Linked DNA regions of Sus scrofa: all the other regions are linked to region 1. Evidence: chromatin contacts called from public HiChIP or PLAC-seq and promoter capture Hi-C data. All regions are on one chromosome and are shown on one strand. The core of a region is the stretch at or near the end of the contact, and the rest is flanking DNA. Distances in the headings are between cores, read along the strand shown. Region 1 holds the start of SPDYC (speedy protein C). Region 2 holds the start of CDC42EP2 (cdc42 effector protein 2). Region 3 holds the start of FRMD8 (FERM domain-containing protein 8). Region 4 holds the start of TIGD3 (tigger transposable element-derived protein 3).

Region 1 (3,313 bases), core at 272-2,771:
GGCAAAAACTGAACGTTGGCCCCTAGATGTAGTCACTAGAAAGTCACAGATGGCTATACGGGGTAGCCAAACTCAGTGGCAGGTTACAAGCTAAACTGGTCAGGCCAGTTCAGGTCAACAGGTGATAGTAGCAGCAGAATCCAACAGCTCTGGATTTTTTCTTTTTTTTTTTTTTTTAAGGCTGCTTCTTCAGCATATGGAGGTTCCCAGGCTAGGGGTCCAGTTGGCGCTGTAGCTGCCGGCCTGCGCCTGCGCCACAGCGGCGTCTGTGACCTACACCCCAGCTCACGGGCAACGCCAGATGATCTTTAACCCACTGATCGAGGTCAGGGATCCAACCTCCGTCCTCCTGGATACTAGTCAGATTCGTTTCCCCTGAGCCACTGCGGCAACTCCCAGTTAGGGAATTTAGAATCAGACAGACCCGTTGCCAATCCTGGTACTTCTTAAATGTCTGAACCTCCGTTGTCTCACGTATAAAATGAGGACAGCACCACCTAGTTCATAAACTTATGATTGATGATTAAATGAGACGACGGAGGAAAACTCCAGGCACAAAGTGGGCGGTGCATTAGCTCCATTCTGTCAACGAGCCGACTGGGTTGGCTGAAGAAGACACAGACTATGAGCACAGCCCAAGTCTGGGGAAGCTGTGGCTACCGGCCAGGATTGAAAGGATCGCAAAGCACGCCGCATGGAAGTCAATCCCTTTGCAAAGAACATTCCCATCCCAAGATTAGCCAGAATTAAAGATGTTTTCGCCTCGGTCCCAGGAACCTCTCCCTTTCGTGGTGCAGCAACTGTCTCCGTCTGGCAGACCCTGAACCCCTGCCCACCGACTGCGCCTTCGCTACTCTCTGTTCCCAGGAGTAAGATCTAACCCCAGGCAACGCTACCTTCCGCCCCTAGCAACCGCTCACCTGCTTTTCTCTTCCCATAGGTTAACCGATTTCCTTTCTTCTTCTTACTGGTCCGCGTAACTCCATTTCGACCAATCTATAGCAGCCACGGAGACCCAACTCACTCCCACACAACTGGGGGAGATCAAGGAGGATACAAGTCGTTTTTCCTGAACCCATTTCTCTTAGAAAGCATCTAATTTATCAATTTGTTGTGACTCCCCCTGGAATGAGTATCTAAGACATCTTATTTCTCTTAGGCCTGTATGTCTGTCCCTTGCATACTCCCCCCTCCAAATGGTACGGCCCGCACAACGCGCGGAGGAGTGGGGGGGCCGCCTTCCAGCCGCTTTGAGAGCCGGAGTCCGCCGCTAGGTTGAGTCCACTCAGCGGCCAAGACGATACCATCTGTGACTAATAGGGAGACTCTAATCCTCTCCAAGTTGCCTTAATTCCGCTCAGACCACCTCTCGCATCTTTCACTCGAACAGTGGGCACGAACGCCAGAAGGGTGGAGGGACTACTGCTCTTGGCACCAGGGAGAATGAGCAGGGCGCACAAGGGACCGGGGCACTTGGTACGGTCCACGCCCCGCCCCGCCCCGCCCCGCCGGAAGTGAGGTGTCTCACCCCCGAAGTTCCGGCTCGCAGGGGGTGGGGAGTGTTGTTAACCGGAGCCGCCTCCGCAGTCGCGGGGACTGAGCGGGCTCGCGGCGCTGGGCTCCTGGTGAGTGGGCGGGGGTCGGACCCGGGTTGTGGTTGGAGTAGGGGCCTGGACCTTTCCCCTTGAGGTCCCCGGGGTCGGCGCGCCCCCTCAGCCCCGCCGCCAGCTTTCGGCCTGTCAGCTGGAGATAGTTGCCCGCGCGGCCGCGCTCGCAGAGGCTGGGCCCCGCCTGCGACACTCGCAGCTCCTGGCGCTTACAGGTGCGCGGCCGCGGGGTCGACCCGGGTCCCTCTCCGTCCCGCCCCTGCATCCTGGCGGTCGGCCGTTTCTCCGGTGCCCCGAGTTGACACTTCCCCAGGGGGTTGGGGGGCGCCAGGGTTCCAGGCTGACGTACCCCGCCCGCTCCCGCCGGGCGCGCGTTGGAGCTGCCCACCCTGGCAGAGCTGTCACCGACGCTGTCGCCTACCCGGCGGCGCCCCCCAGCGCCTTGGCCTCTCCCGGTCCAGGCCGCCCATTCCCGCTTCTGGAGATTTCTGCGTTTGCATCCCACCCCATCACCGTCACTTTAGGGTCAGTGGGAGCAGTTCCCTCCTCCGACGCTGCTGCCTTTCCTCATTCTTCCCTAGAGGCGGCGGTTTGGCAGGCAGCGTGGAAAGAGTCCTAGCTTTGAAACAAGACTGACCCGGGCTCCAGGCCTTGCGTCAGTGTGGTCGCTTAACCCCTTTGAGGCTCAGTCTTGCCACTTGTGGAATGGGGGAGCATGGGCTCTTCTCGATGCGATGATGGGGGAATGAGGCTTTTCTTTCCCCGGTGTGTTAACACTGCGTCTCAGGAGCTGGGCTAGGTTTGCACGGGGTGGCATCACACAGCTGTGACCTTACCTTTCCTCTCCCACGCAGGTCCCCAGGCCAGGGCAATGTTCCGCACCGCCGTGATGATGGCGGCCAGCCTGGCGCTGACCGGGGCCGTGGTGGCTCACGCCTACTACCTCAAGCACCAGTTCTACCCCACTGTGGTGTACTTGACCAAGTCCAGCCCCAGCATGGCCGTGAGTTCAGGGCTCAAGGAGGGAGGAACTCTCTGGGAGGGAAGGAGGAGTCATCTTGAGCCAGGGGTGGGGCTCGAGCTCAGGTAAGTAGGAGAAAAATCGAGGGAGCCCACAGGCAGGGGGAGCTTTGAATAAATTAGTGATGGGGGGTGTGGAGAGGTTCCTGAATGGTGAGCCCCAAGCAGCGCGGAGCAGAAAGCCGGCTCAAACCATAGCCTCTCCTCCTCACTCCTAGGTCCTGTACATCCAGGCCTTCGTCCTTGTCTTCCTCTTGGGCAAGGTGATGGGCAAGGTGTTCTTTGGACAGCTGAGGGCAGCAGAGATGGAGGTAAGGTGTTCCTGGCCCCAAGGTGAGGGGCAGAGAGCTGGGCAGGCAGAATGTCTGAGCTCCACATCACTCGTTGCCAACCCCTAGCACCTTCTGGAACGTTCCTGGTATGCCGTCACTGAGACGTGTCTGGCCTTCACTGTCTTTCGGGATGACTTCAGCCCCCGCTTTGTTGCCCTCTTCACTCTCCTCCTCTTCCTCAAGTGTTTTCACTGGCTGGCTGAGGACCGTGTGGACTTTGTGAGTCGGGTCGGGGGAGATTTTCTGGAGCGGCTGGGGGGCAGGCTTGTGGAGTGGGCGCTGGGTTGGGGATGCAGGATGAGCTCCAGCCTCCCTGACAGGCCCCTTTCTCTGCTCTGCTTCAGATGGAGCGCA
Region 2 (3,582 bases), core at 636-3,135, 160 kb before region 1:
TCTGGAAGGATCCCTGGGCCTCCTTTAGAGAAAATGACTTCCTGAAGGTAGAGCCTCTCCTTTCACAAAGAATGTTAGGCCACTCCCCACCAGGGATGCCAATAAAGCCAACCTCTGACCTTCAAATCAGGAGACTGACCTTGAATCTATCTCTACCTAGGACTCGCTCTAACCTTGGGCAAGACCCTTCCTCTCCGGGCCTCACCTTCCTCATCTATGAAATGGGATGACAATAAAGCCAACACCAGGGACCCTACTGTCATACTGCAAGTGAGAGAGAGCCCCGATGGGCGACAGACAGGGTTAGCGGGTCACTGTCAGCCCCGTTATTTATCCAGCAAATAGCTGTAGGGCTTCCTCAAGTATTTTGGTTCTCTGGGGACAGCGCTCCAAACAAGACCGAAAATGAACAGCCCCTGGGCGGAAGGGTCGGTCGGCGCTGAGTCTCCCCTGCTGGCCACGAGGTCTCCCAGCGTCCCTAGGCGGAGCGGTTCTCGGGTCCGTGGCCACTAGGTGGCGCGCGCGCGCGCTCCCTCTACTGCCCCGCGTCCGGGAGGAGACCCTTTGCGCACCGGGGTCCCCAGCGCTTCTAGCGCTCCCGGCAAGCTCCCTCCCAAGGAGCTGCACATTCGCTAACCAGGTGCGGATAGTCCGCGGGATCTTCTTCTCTTGGGAGCGCCCTAGTCTCACAACCAGACAATAGGGGAGAAAAGGAGCGATCAGGGACGCTGCCCGGGTATCCAAACTCAGGGAGGAGCCTCCCCCGTGCTTTCCAGCTTGGGCGATGTCCGAGTGTCCGCTCGGCGCGGGGCCAGAGCTCGGACATGCGGCCCACGCCCCTGGCTTCCGCGGGTCGGGCTCCTCAGCCCCAGCTCGGGTTCCGGAGCCGACCCCTCCCCGCCCTCTTTCTCCCGCGCAGCCCAGCTCAGCCCGGATTCGTTTCAGGACACTCGCGGCTAAGGCTAAAGATAGGAGGACACCTCACCATTGGCTAAAAATACGACCCCAAGCTGGGCTGCGGGAGGGCATTCCCGGGTCCTGGGGGTGGGGCGGGGGCTCTGGCGCAGCGTGGAGGGCGGATCCAGGAGTTCGTGTTCGGGATGCGCAGCGCCCCGCAGGCCGAGGGGGGCGCGGGCGTGGCTGCCAGGACCGAGGCTCGGGTGAGAAACACCTTGGAGCCCGAGGCACTGGGGTAAGGACCTTGTGGAGGTAAGTCGGGGGCTGGGGCGCGAGCTGCGATAGGGCGCCTCAGGATGGGCCTCTCGAGTGACCCTCCAGGAGCGCGGTCGGACTACACAGTCCCCACCTGAACTCACCTGGAGGCGCGCAGGCGGCGGACGGGTGGGCGGCAAAATCTCCGGAGCTGGACCGTGCGGCGATGGGACCGACTAGGGCTGTGAACTTACAGTGCGCACCGTGGCCCCTGAAGCCCCGCCCCCTATCCGTGGAGCCAATGCGGGGGCCGCAGCAATCAGGTCCCGCCCACAGCCCCGCCCCACTCCGGGGCGAGCCTGGGCTCCCACTTGGGAGGCGCGGCGCTGGGGTCCAACAGCCACGCCCGCCCGGGCGTCCGGTCCAAACTCTGACGGCTGCGAGCCAGACTGCGTCCGATGCCCGGACTGGATTCCTCGAACTCCGGCTGTGCGGGTCGGAGCTAAAACTATCGGTTCTGGGAGGGCAGCAGCTGGAAGACTGAATTCTGCAGAATTCACAGAGCGTCCTTGGACGAGTTCCCTCCCTGGAGGGCTGGGTCGGGGAGGCGCCCGCACAGTGTCTTCAGTGACTCCTAAAGAAATAAATGAGGCCTCGAAGGCACTCACGTTAAAATATTACAAACTTCCAAGAGCTTTCAGGAGTTTTGCCCCTCCCTGGAAAAGGGGGCATTGCGGGTGGACCTGCAGAGTGGCCTGGCCACACCCATATTTGTCAACCGGCTAGATGGCTTCCGGGGCGGGGGTGGGACCCACACTTGGACTCATTACAACGTTGGTTGATTGGCTGGAAGGTTGGTTGGTTCATTTATTCATTCATTCGTTACTAGAAACATTTACTGGAAGGCAGGCCCTACCCAGGCAGGCTGAAGGGAACTCAGCCCTTGCCCGGTTCAGCGATTGAGCAGATACTTTGGGGGCATCCATTAAGTGTCAGACACTGTTCTTGTCGCTGGGGATTCAGCCCCTCTGGTCTGGGACCTACTGTCCAATGAAGGGAGATGGAGGAAGCCCCGGTCCCCAAGTACACAGTGATACTCTGCCAGGTGAGCAAGTGCTAGGAAGAGCGGGTGACAGCTGTGACAGTACACTGCGACCAGGATGGTACATCCTGTACGTGTGGGAGGGGCTCTTAGGGAGAGAGGGTCAGGAAGGCATCCTGAAGGAGGAAGGATGCTGGGGGTGGGGGTGGGGGTCAGCCAAGTTGGGGGGGAGGAAAAGATCAGGAGAAAGGGAGTCAGGTAGGCAGAGTGATAGCCCCCCCCCAGAGATGTCCCGGTCCTAGTCTCTGGGACCTGTAAATACAGAGTTTTGTTACATAGAAAATAATAACTGAGGTTGCCCATGCAATTACAGTTACAAATCAACTGACTTTACTTTCTTTATTTACTTTTTTCGGCCATACTCTAGGCATATGGAAGTTCCCTGCCAGGGGTCAAATTGGAGCTGCCATAGTCAATGCCAGATCCTTAAACCACTGTGCCCCAGTGGGAACTCCTCAACTGGCTCTAAACTAGAGAGTTTTTTTTTTCCCCCTTTTCTAGGGCCGATTCCCACGGCACATGGAGGTTCCCAGGCTAGGAGTTGAATCAGAGCTGTAGCCACCAGCCTACGCCAGAGCCACAGCAATGTAGGACCCGAGCCGCATCTGTGACCTACACCACAGCACATGGCAACACCAGATCCCTAACCCACTGAGCAAGGCCAGGGATTGAACCCGCAACCTCATGGTTCCTAGTCGGATTCGTTAACCACTGTGCCATGGCAGGAACTCCTAAACTAGAGAGATTATCCTGAACTGTCTGAACGGGCCCAGTGTAATAACAATGGTCCTTAAAGGTAGAAGAGGGAGGCAGGAGAGTCAAAAAAAGAGATGTCCTGGAGTTCCCGTTGTGGCGCAGTGGTTAACGAATCCGACTAGGAACCATGAGGTTGCGGGTTTGGTCCCTGCCCTTGCTCAGTGCGTTAATGATCCGGCGTTGCCGTGAGCTGTGGTGTAGGTTGCAGACGCGGCTCGGATCCCTCGTTGCTGTGGCTCTGGCGTAGGCTGGTGGCTACAGCTCCGATTCAACCCCTAGCCTGGGAACCTCCATATGCCGCGGGAGCGGCCCAAGAAATAGCAACAACAACAACAACAATGACAAAAGACCAAAAAAAAAAAAAAAAAAAAAAGAAAAAAGAGATGTCCTGTCTTTGAAGGTGGAGGAAGGGGCCACAAACAAAGGAATGCGGGCAGCCTCTAGAAGCTGGAAAAGACCAGGAAACAGACTCTGCCCTAGAGCCTCCAGAAGGAACACAGCCCTGCTGACTTCTTGATTTTAGATTCAGGTTGGACTCCCAACCCACAGAGCTGTAAGTTAATACATTTGTA
Region 3 (3,281 bases), core at 592-3,091, 220 kb before region 1:
GGAAGAGCTGGTGACCCCACTGTTCTCCTTCTGCGAGTCACTGTCCCACGCTAGCCCAAGCTAACATGGAGACAGAGGCTTCCCAAGGCCACTCCAAGGTGAAGCAAGTTCCAGGGCTCAGCTTTCTTCGCACTCTTCAAGCCTCGGGACTCAACATGTTGGCCTTTCCGGTCAGAAGGAGCACAACCCAAAAAGCTAAGTGTTCCTTGTGACAGCCAAGAGAGACCTCTGCAAGAGCCGTCATCTCCAGCTCCACTGCTGGACCCGCAGGCAGCATGAAGGAGCACTGTGCTTGGAGGCCAGTATCCCAGAGTTCAGATCCTAGCTGGCCTCTGGCTAGTTGACTGACTTCAGCACGTCAGTTAGTTGCCTCATGTGCAAAATACGGCTAATACCCCTCCCCTCACAGAGTGGCTGTGAATCAAAAGAAGTGAAGCCTGGAGTTCCTGTCGTGGCTCAGTGGTTAATGAACCCGACTAGGAACCATGAGGTTGTGGGTTCGATCCCTGGCCTTGCTCAGTGGGTTAAGGATCTGATGTTGCCATGGGCTGTGGTGTAGGTTGCAGATGTGGCTCAGATCCTGCGTTGTTATGGCTGTGGTGTAGGCAGGCGGCTATGGCTCCAATTCGACCCCCAGCCTGGGAACCTCCATATGCTGAGAGAGTGGCCCAAGAAATGGCAAAAAGACAAAAAAAATAAAAAATAAATTAAAAAAACAAAAGAAGTGAAGCCTGTGAAAGGCAAAAGCACAGTTTAGTTTACCATCCACACAGGTGAAGGTGTTCGTTTGGATCCCCGGTCTGCTTTGCTCTAACAGCTACTTTTTTGAGAGATCCTAACACAGTGCCCAGGTCATAAAATTCAGACCTGCTTTTCAAGCAGGGAAATCTGGAGGAGGGAAGACTCCAGTATCCTGTGACTTAAACTCTCTAGGGCCCAATTTCCTTCCTATAAAATGTAAATAATGATCCCTGCTTTCAAAAGGCTATTTATCAAAGAAAGTGCACGTCATTTTTCATCCACGAGCTTTCACTTGAATTTCATGGCCATGTAACATTTTAACAAGTGAGGAAATGGAGATTCAAGAGTCCCCAGTTTGATCGGTAGCCTAGTGACAAGAGTCCAGGTCCTTGGACTGACGTCACTTTTCCACACCTCAACATAACTTATTAATTAATCAATAAGTAAGATTCTCTTTAAGGAAAGCGATGACAAGCCAGGGCCCCTTCTTCAGGGCTGGGGTCTAGGGGGGTATGGCGGGGAGGAGATGGGGGACTGAGACCCACCTCTGGCTCCCATGGAGGAGACACTGCTTCGATGCGACCGATCAGCGGGGCCGGGCTGTCCGGCATTGCCTTCCGTCCCGTCCATCTGCAGAGAGAAAGAGAAAAAGCAATGACGGGTGGATCCAGGGATGGGGTGCTGGGTCCCTCCAAGTTCCCACTGAGGAAGGAAGGGGGCCCGAGCTGATCTATGAAGGTAGAACAACCGGGGCTGGAGGCACTGTGAGCAGATTAGCGGGGTGAGGGGTGGGGGTCCTCAGCCAACTCGAGGTGGGGGCTGACGGAAAATCCAGGACCGCGGCGGTCAGAAGGGTCAAACTCGGTGCGCCGCGGTGCCCAGGCAAGGCACGGCGTACCCCCGTCAGGCGCGGGGACCCGTGCAGGGCGTTGTCGAGCTCTCACCTCGCAGGGACTCAGTGCCCGCCGCCTCAGCTTAGGTTCCTGTCCTAACTCTGGTCCCTAACTGCCGCTCCCGCCTCACTGCCGGCGGGAACTCAGGACCCCGCTCCGGCTCCAGCTCCCAGGGCTGCAACGCGGAAGCTGAGACGTAGGAAGCGCCGTACTCACGGCCCCGCCTCCCTGAGCCGCGGGAGCCAATCGGAGCCCGGGCTTCCGCGCACGCGCCCTGCCTAGTCCCCGCGCGTTCTCGCCCCCCCCTTGTTCACGCCCCCCGCTCCCGCTTTTGGTCACACCCCAGTGGTGTGGCGGTCGCGTTGGGAAACCGCACCACCACCTACTCCAGTGACTGGGGGCGTGTGACACCACACACACACACACACACACACCCACACACACACACACACACACACACACACACACCCACCCACGAATGTTGGCCTGTAACAGTGTGGCGAACTGTCAAGGCAGTCGGGGCGCGAGCTCTGGCGCTCACGCGTGTGACTTTGGGCCGGTCCCCTCACCTGCAGAAGGAAGATGCTTCATGGGGGCGTATCAGGAATTCACACTGTGCTTGGAGGGGGTGTGTCAGGGACGCACACTGCTGGGCGCTGGGTAAAGGTGATACAGGCAGCCGCCGGTACTGCAGTGCTTTGAGGTCGAGAGGGATGGTCAGGAGATAGGGTCCCTGTCCTGACTCATCCTAGACAAGCCCTTCCCCTCCTGGCCTCAGTTACCTCTTCTGTAAAATGGGAATGACCGCCTCCCATGTCCTCAAATTATGTGTCAGAAATCCAGGCGAGGCACACTTGCGATTCCGGGGAGCAGTCACATGAGCCTTCGCTATCTTGACACACAGCCTGGGACACCTTGCGGCATTCCCAGGCTGGGAGAGGTGTGGGGGCCCTGAAGAGGCAGGTGTGAAACTACTTATCCCCAGGGTCATGTCACCAACATGTCCCGGCATGACCAGCATGTGTGTGCCTGAGGTGTAGATCTCAGGGGGAAAAACAGGTCCATGAGGCGCCTTCCTGATCCAGAGGAGCCAGAGGTTGCCCCAAGTGACAACAATGGGCTGGGGATGAGGAAGGTGGGCGGGGGTGGGGGGGAGCGGGTTCCACTGGCACTGATTCCCCCAGGATTGGAAGGCAGCTCCAGCTCCTAACCCAGTCCATTTCTTCAGTGTTTGAAACAGCCCTTTGCCTGCCCCCAGGCCCCACACTGCCTGACCATTGGTCCCTTATGTCATGATTTCTTTCTTCGCCTGAGCTGTGAGAACAGGCACATCCCTCTGGGTTCTCAGCTCGGGGACAGGACGCAGTGGCTCGGTGGCCTCCCTAAACTGGCTGGACTGAAATGTGAACCCACTTCGGTGTCGTTGGATGCTTACTGGGTGTGGGGCCTGGCCTAGGGCAGGGGGTGGAGGTCTGGGTGAGACACGGCCCCTTCCCCGCAAGAAGCTCGTGTTATGGTTTCACTGGGGAGTGGAGAGAGAGAGGAGAGAGAAAAAAGCACAGGAAATGCATGGTTAAAGCTACATAAAATGAGGGACGGTCCCGTCGTGGCTCAGCAGAACCAAATCTGACTAGCATCCATGAGGAC
Region 4 (3,373 bases), core at 845-3,344, 190 kb before region 1:
TTGCCCAGCAGACGGTGCCGGTAATGGGCCTTAAAGGCCCGGACCACGGAGCTGGGCAGGGAAGGCGTGGTGCTAGCAGCGGACAAAGGCAAGAGCCTCACGTGGCAGAGCCGGGGCAGGCCCACCAACTCCTCCACCACTCGGGCGGCCAGCAGCAAGGCCACCTGTCGGCCCTGCTGCCCCATGTCCCGGTCAAACTGTGCCAACCACTCTGACCAGGGGATAACCAGGTCAGGGTGGTAAGAGGCAAGCAGAGCCTCACTGCTGACCCCAAAGAAGCACCTTGGGGCAGCCTGGAGCCCACTGACCAACACCCGCCGTTTCTCTGTGCCCCTGCTGTTGGCACACAGCAGCACCTGTACCCGATCACGTGTGCCCACTCTGCCGGGCACTGCCCGATATAGCAAGGGCACTTCGGCACAGCCAAAAATGTCCTCTGGGGAGAAATCTTTAAGAGAGAGAGGCAGCTGGGCCTGGGGCGTGGGAGCCGGGGGAGGTGGCTCAGGGGGCAATGGAGGCACCAAAACATGGCGGGCCCCAAAGCCCACGTTGTTTCGGCGTTTCCAGCGCACCAGCCAGCCGATGCTGGGCACAAAATCCTGGCCCATGATGTCAGCCAGCTCCTTGGCTTTGTGGAGCAGCATGGGCCCTGTCACGTCCCAGGCCTTGGCCCGGGCAATGTGGTACCAGCAGAGTAGAGCCTCGTCGATCCCGCTGTACTTGGACTCCCGCTTGCGCTTGCGCTCCCGGTTGGCGGTGCCGCTGCACCAGTCCGCCAGCAGCTTCTCCTTATTCTTGCAGATGCGTGAGATCTGGGGCTGGGAGACCTGGAAGCGCCGGGCCACCTCCGACTGGGACATCTTGGACTCATCCAGGAGTTCCAGCACCTGGATCTTCTCGGCCAGGGACAGGGCGTGAAGCTTCTTCTTGCTGCACAGCTCCATGGCAACTCTGGCACCTGTTCCGGGGGAGAGGGGGAAGGAGGAAACGGTGAGGGTGGAGGCCAGGCGGGGTGGGAGAGGAGCATAGTAAGAAAAAGGGGATATTAGAGGCAGGGAGATAGACTGGTGTAGGGAGAGACCAGGGCAGCCTGGATCCGCTGGGACAGGGTGAGGGGACACTGGGTTGGAGGTGAGAGGGCTGGATTGAAAGGAAGAGAAACCACCAGGCTGAGTGAGCAGTGGCCTGGCCCTGATCTGGAGGAATGCAGGACCTAGCTGGGGAGGGCTGGCCCCTGGTCAGAGCAAGAAGGGAGTCTGGGCTGAGGTTTGGGGGAGAAGGATGAATAGAGCCGAGGGGACAGCTGCAGAGACAACAAAGGAGCATGGATGGGGAGGACAGGGCTGGGGCTGCATGGGGCAGGTGGAGGGGATAATCAGAGCTGGCAGGAGGAATCCCCGTAGGGGGAGGGGGATGATGGCCTAGGCTGGATTCAGATGAAGATGTGGGGGGCAGGGTGGTAGAGTGGATGAATGGAGTTGAGATGACAGGTGTACAGATGACAAAGAGGGACAGACTGGGGGCTGAAGGAGCGAGTCTAATTTGGTGCCAGGTCCTGAGCAGGTATGGCTGGGCCGGGGTCCGGCCTGGAGGGGGCGCGGGAGCACAAGGCCGAAAGGACAGGAGCACAGGCGACAAAGGGCAAGAGGGGTTAGGAGGCCGCGCGGGCAGCGAGAGGGGCGGGGTGTCCTCAGAGGGGAGAGTCCTGGCCTGGGAGGGGGACCACCGCGCGGGGACGAGCGTCTGTGATGGAGACAGGCCGGGAGCCGGGTTCTGCAACCTGCTGACCTCTCCACACGGTGACTCTGGGTCTGCCGGCGGGGCGGACCTAGCCATCGGCCCGCCCGGCCTTCCCGCCTCCCAGCCACCCTCTCCGCACCCACCTCAAGTGTTCGTCCCGCGACTCCCGCCCCGGCCCCGGCCCCGGCCCGGCTCCCCAGCCCCTGTCCCTGTGGTACAAGAGAGCAGGGTAGGGACGCGCGGGGCAAACTGAAGGGCTGCGCGGGCGGCGGGCGCGCGCACAGCAGGGACCGGTGGGCGCCGCCCGCGCCGGGTTCTCTCCCGGCTGAGAAGACCTGGACCCACCGCTCAGCTTCACCCGCTGCCGCCCCGCCCCGGCCCAATCCGATTGGTCTCCGGTGCAGTTCTGTCCCTCCCCCGGCTAAATCTCATTGGGCATCGCGAAGCGGCGGGTCGTTGGGGGAATTGAGCTTCTAGCTGCAGGGGCTGGGGGGGCGGAGCCCGGACGGGGCGGGAGTCCTGGAAGCGCCGCCAGCCTCAGGGGACCCGGTAGACGAGGCCAAACAAGCCTCCCTCCAGTGAGCAGACTTGGAAGGTCATCCTGGCTGTGACCCTAGGCAGCTTTAGCTTCCTCATCGACCAAACAGGTCTATTACCCCTCACCCAGTGGCTTTGAAAAAATGGAAGCACGTTTTAAGCTACACAAAGGATGTTACCATGGACGGTATTGGCCTCAAGTGGGTACTACCACAAACTGCTTGCTTGGGGCCAGTTCTGATTTTGTACGAATAAAGACTAATTTTATTTTATTTATTTGCTTTTTAGGGCCGTAATTTCGGCATATGGAGGTTCCCAGGTTAAGGGTCGAATTGGAGCTACAGCTGCCGGCCTACACCACAGCCACAGCCATGTAGGATCTGAGCTGCGTCTGCTACCTACACCACAGCTCACGGCAAGGCCGGATCCTTTAACCCACTGAGTGAGGCCAGGATCAAACCCAAATCCCCACGGATACTAGTCAGATTCATTTCCACTGTGCCACAATGGAACTCCAGCATTCTCATTTTTAACCTTTTTCCTTTTACTATCTTTTCTGGCCTTAGACTATTCAACCACCAAGGATCACTGCTTGACTACCTTGACTCCAGGCCTACATCCGCGCAGACATGATGGGGCTGTGCCCCGCCCCTAACGCAGTCCCCAAACTGGAGCACCCTGCTTACTTACTGAACACAAGGGCCCAGGCCACTCACTGCCTCCCAATAAAACAGTGGCTTTCAGACTGTCCTAGAAAATCCTAAGGATACTTCGGGGGGGGGGGGTTGTCATAACTGATTCATACCTTTAAAATGTTGGTTTGCAGGAAAAGAAAAACTCACTCTTGTGCACGTAAATATACTTGGAGGAAGGTTTGCATGGCTGCACTATAGGCCGAGTTCACACACACTTGCCTTCAATTAAATGAACCAATTTCAGGCAAGCAAGGCGGAGGTACCTCTCATCTCCATTATTCATACAGAAAGCTTTAATGTGTCCTCATGGTGACGCATAGAGTTTTCCTGTGTCATTAACTCTTTTATATTTATATAATCATCAAGCTTCTAATCAAGCTTCTGGACCTATGCTAAGTATC

Evidence for each region. Promoter capture Hi-C pulls out the DNA fragments that hold promoters and counts their contacts. HiChIP or PLAC-seq counts read pairs in DNA pulled down with a chosen protein or histone mark.
Region 2: a promoter capture Hi-C map of liver shows a contact between it and region 1, with 2.2 times the contacts expected there. The contact joins the promoter of CDC42EP2 here to the promoter of SPDYC in region 1. A contact is called at or near these places in 3 of 5 promoter capture datasets (fetal liver, fetal skeletal muscle and liver), 1 of 47 Hi-C or Micro-C datasets (retroperitoneal adipose tissue) and 2 of 2 datasets of contacts at active chromatin or transcription factors (alveolar macrophages and skeletal muscle).
Region 3: an H3K27ac HiChIP or PLAC-seq map of alveolar macrophages shows a contact between it and region 1. The contact joins the promoter of FRMD8 here to the promoter of SPDYC in region 1. A contact is called at or near these places in 1 of 5 promoter capture datasets (fetal skeletal muscle), 1 of 47 Hi-C or Micro-C datasets (epiblast stem cells) and 1 of 2 datasets of contacts at active chromatin or transcription factors (alveolar macrophages).
Region 4: a promoter capture Hi-C map of fetal skeletal muscle shows a contact between it and region 1, with 5 times the contacts expected there. The contact joins the promoter of TIGD3 here to the promoter of SPDYC in region 1. A contact is called at or near these places in 1 of 5 promoter capture datasets (fetal skeletal muscle), 1 of 47 Hi-C or Micro-C datasets (epiblast stem cells) and 1 of 2 datasets of contacts at active chromatin or transcription factors (alveolar macrophages).

Annotation. Positions count from the first base shown.
Region 1 is chr2:7,057,934-7,061,246 of Sscrofa11.1, forward strand. SPDYC (speedy protein C) reads right to left here and starts at 1,522. Exons shown (of 8, transcript XM_021082865.1): 1 at 921-1,522. It overlaps SYVN1 (E3 ubiquitin-protein ligase synoviolin), which reads left to right and starts at 1,511. Exons shown (of 16, transcript XM_003122541.4): 1 at 1,511-1,625; 2 at 2,462-2,610; 3 at 2,846-2,938; 4 at 3,026-3,178; 5 at 3,304-3,313. The coding sequence starts at 2,479.
Region 2 is chr2:6,902,155-6,905,736 of Sscrofa11.1, forward strand. CDC42EP2 (cdc42 effector protein 2) reads right to left here and starts at 1,886. Exons shown (of 2, transcript XM_003122538.5): 1 at 1,317-1,886.
Region 3 is chr2:6,842,100-6,845,380 of Sscrofa11.1, forward strand. FRMD8 (FERM domain-containing protein 8) reads right to left here and starts at 1,842. Exons shown (of 10, transcript XM_013994099.2): 1 at 1,686-1,842; 2 at 1,287-1,371. The coding sequence starts at 1,371.
Region 4 is chr2:6,865,846-6,869,218 of Sscrofa11.1, forward strand. It overlaps TIGD3 (tigger transposable element-derived protein 3), which reads right to left and starts at 2,095. Exons shown (of 2, transcript XM_003480677.4): 1 at 1,884-2,095; 2 at 1-958. The coding sequence starts at 944.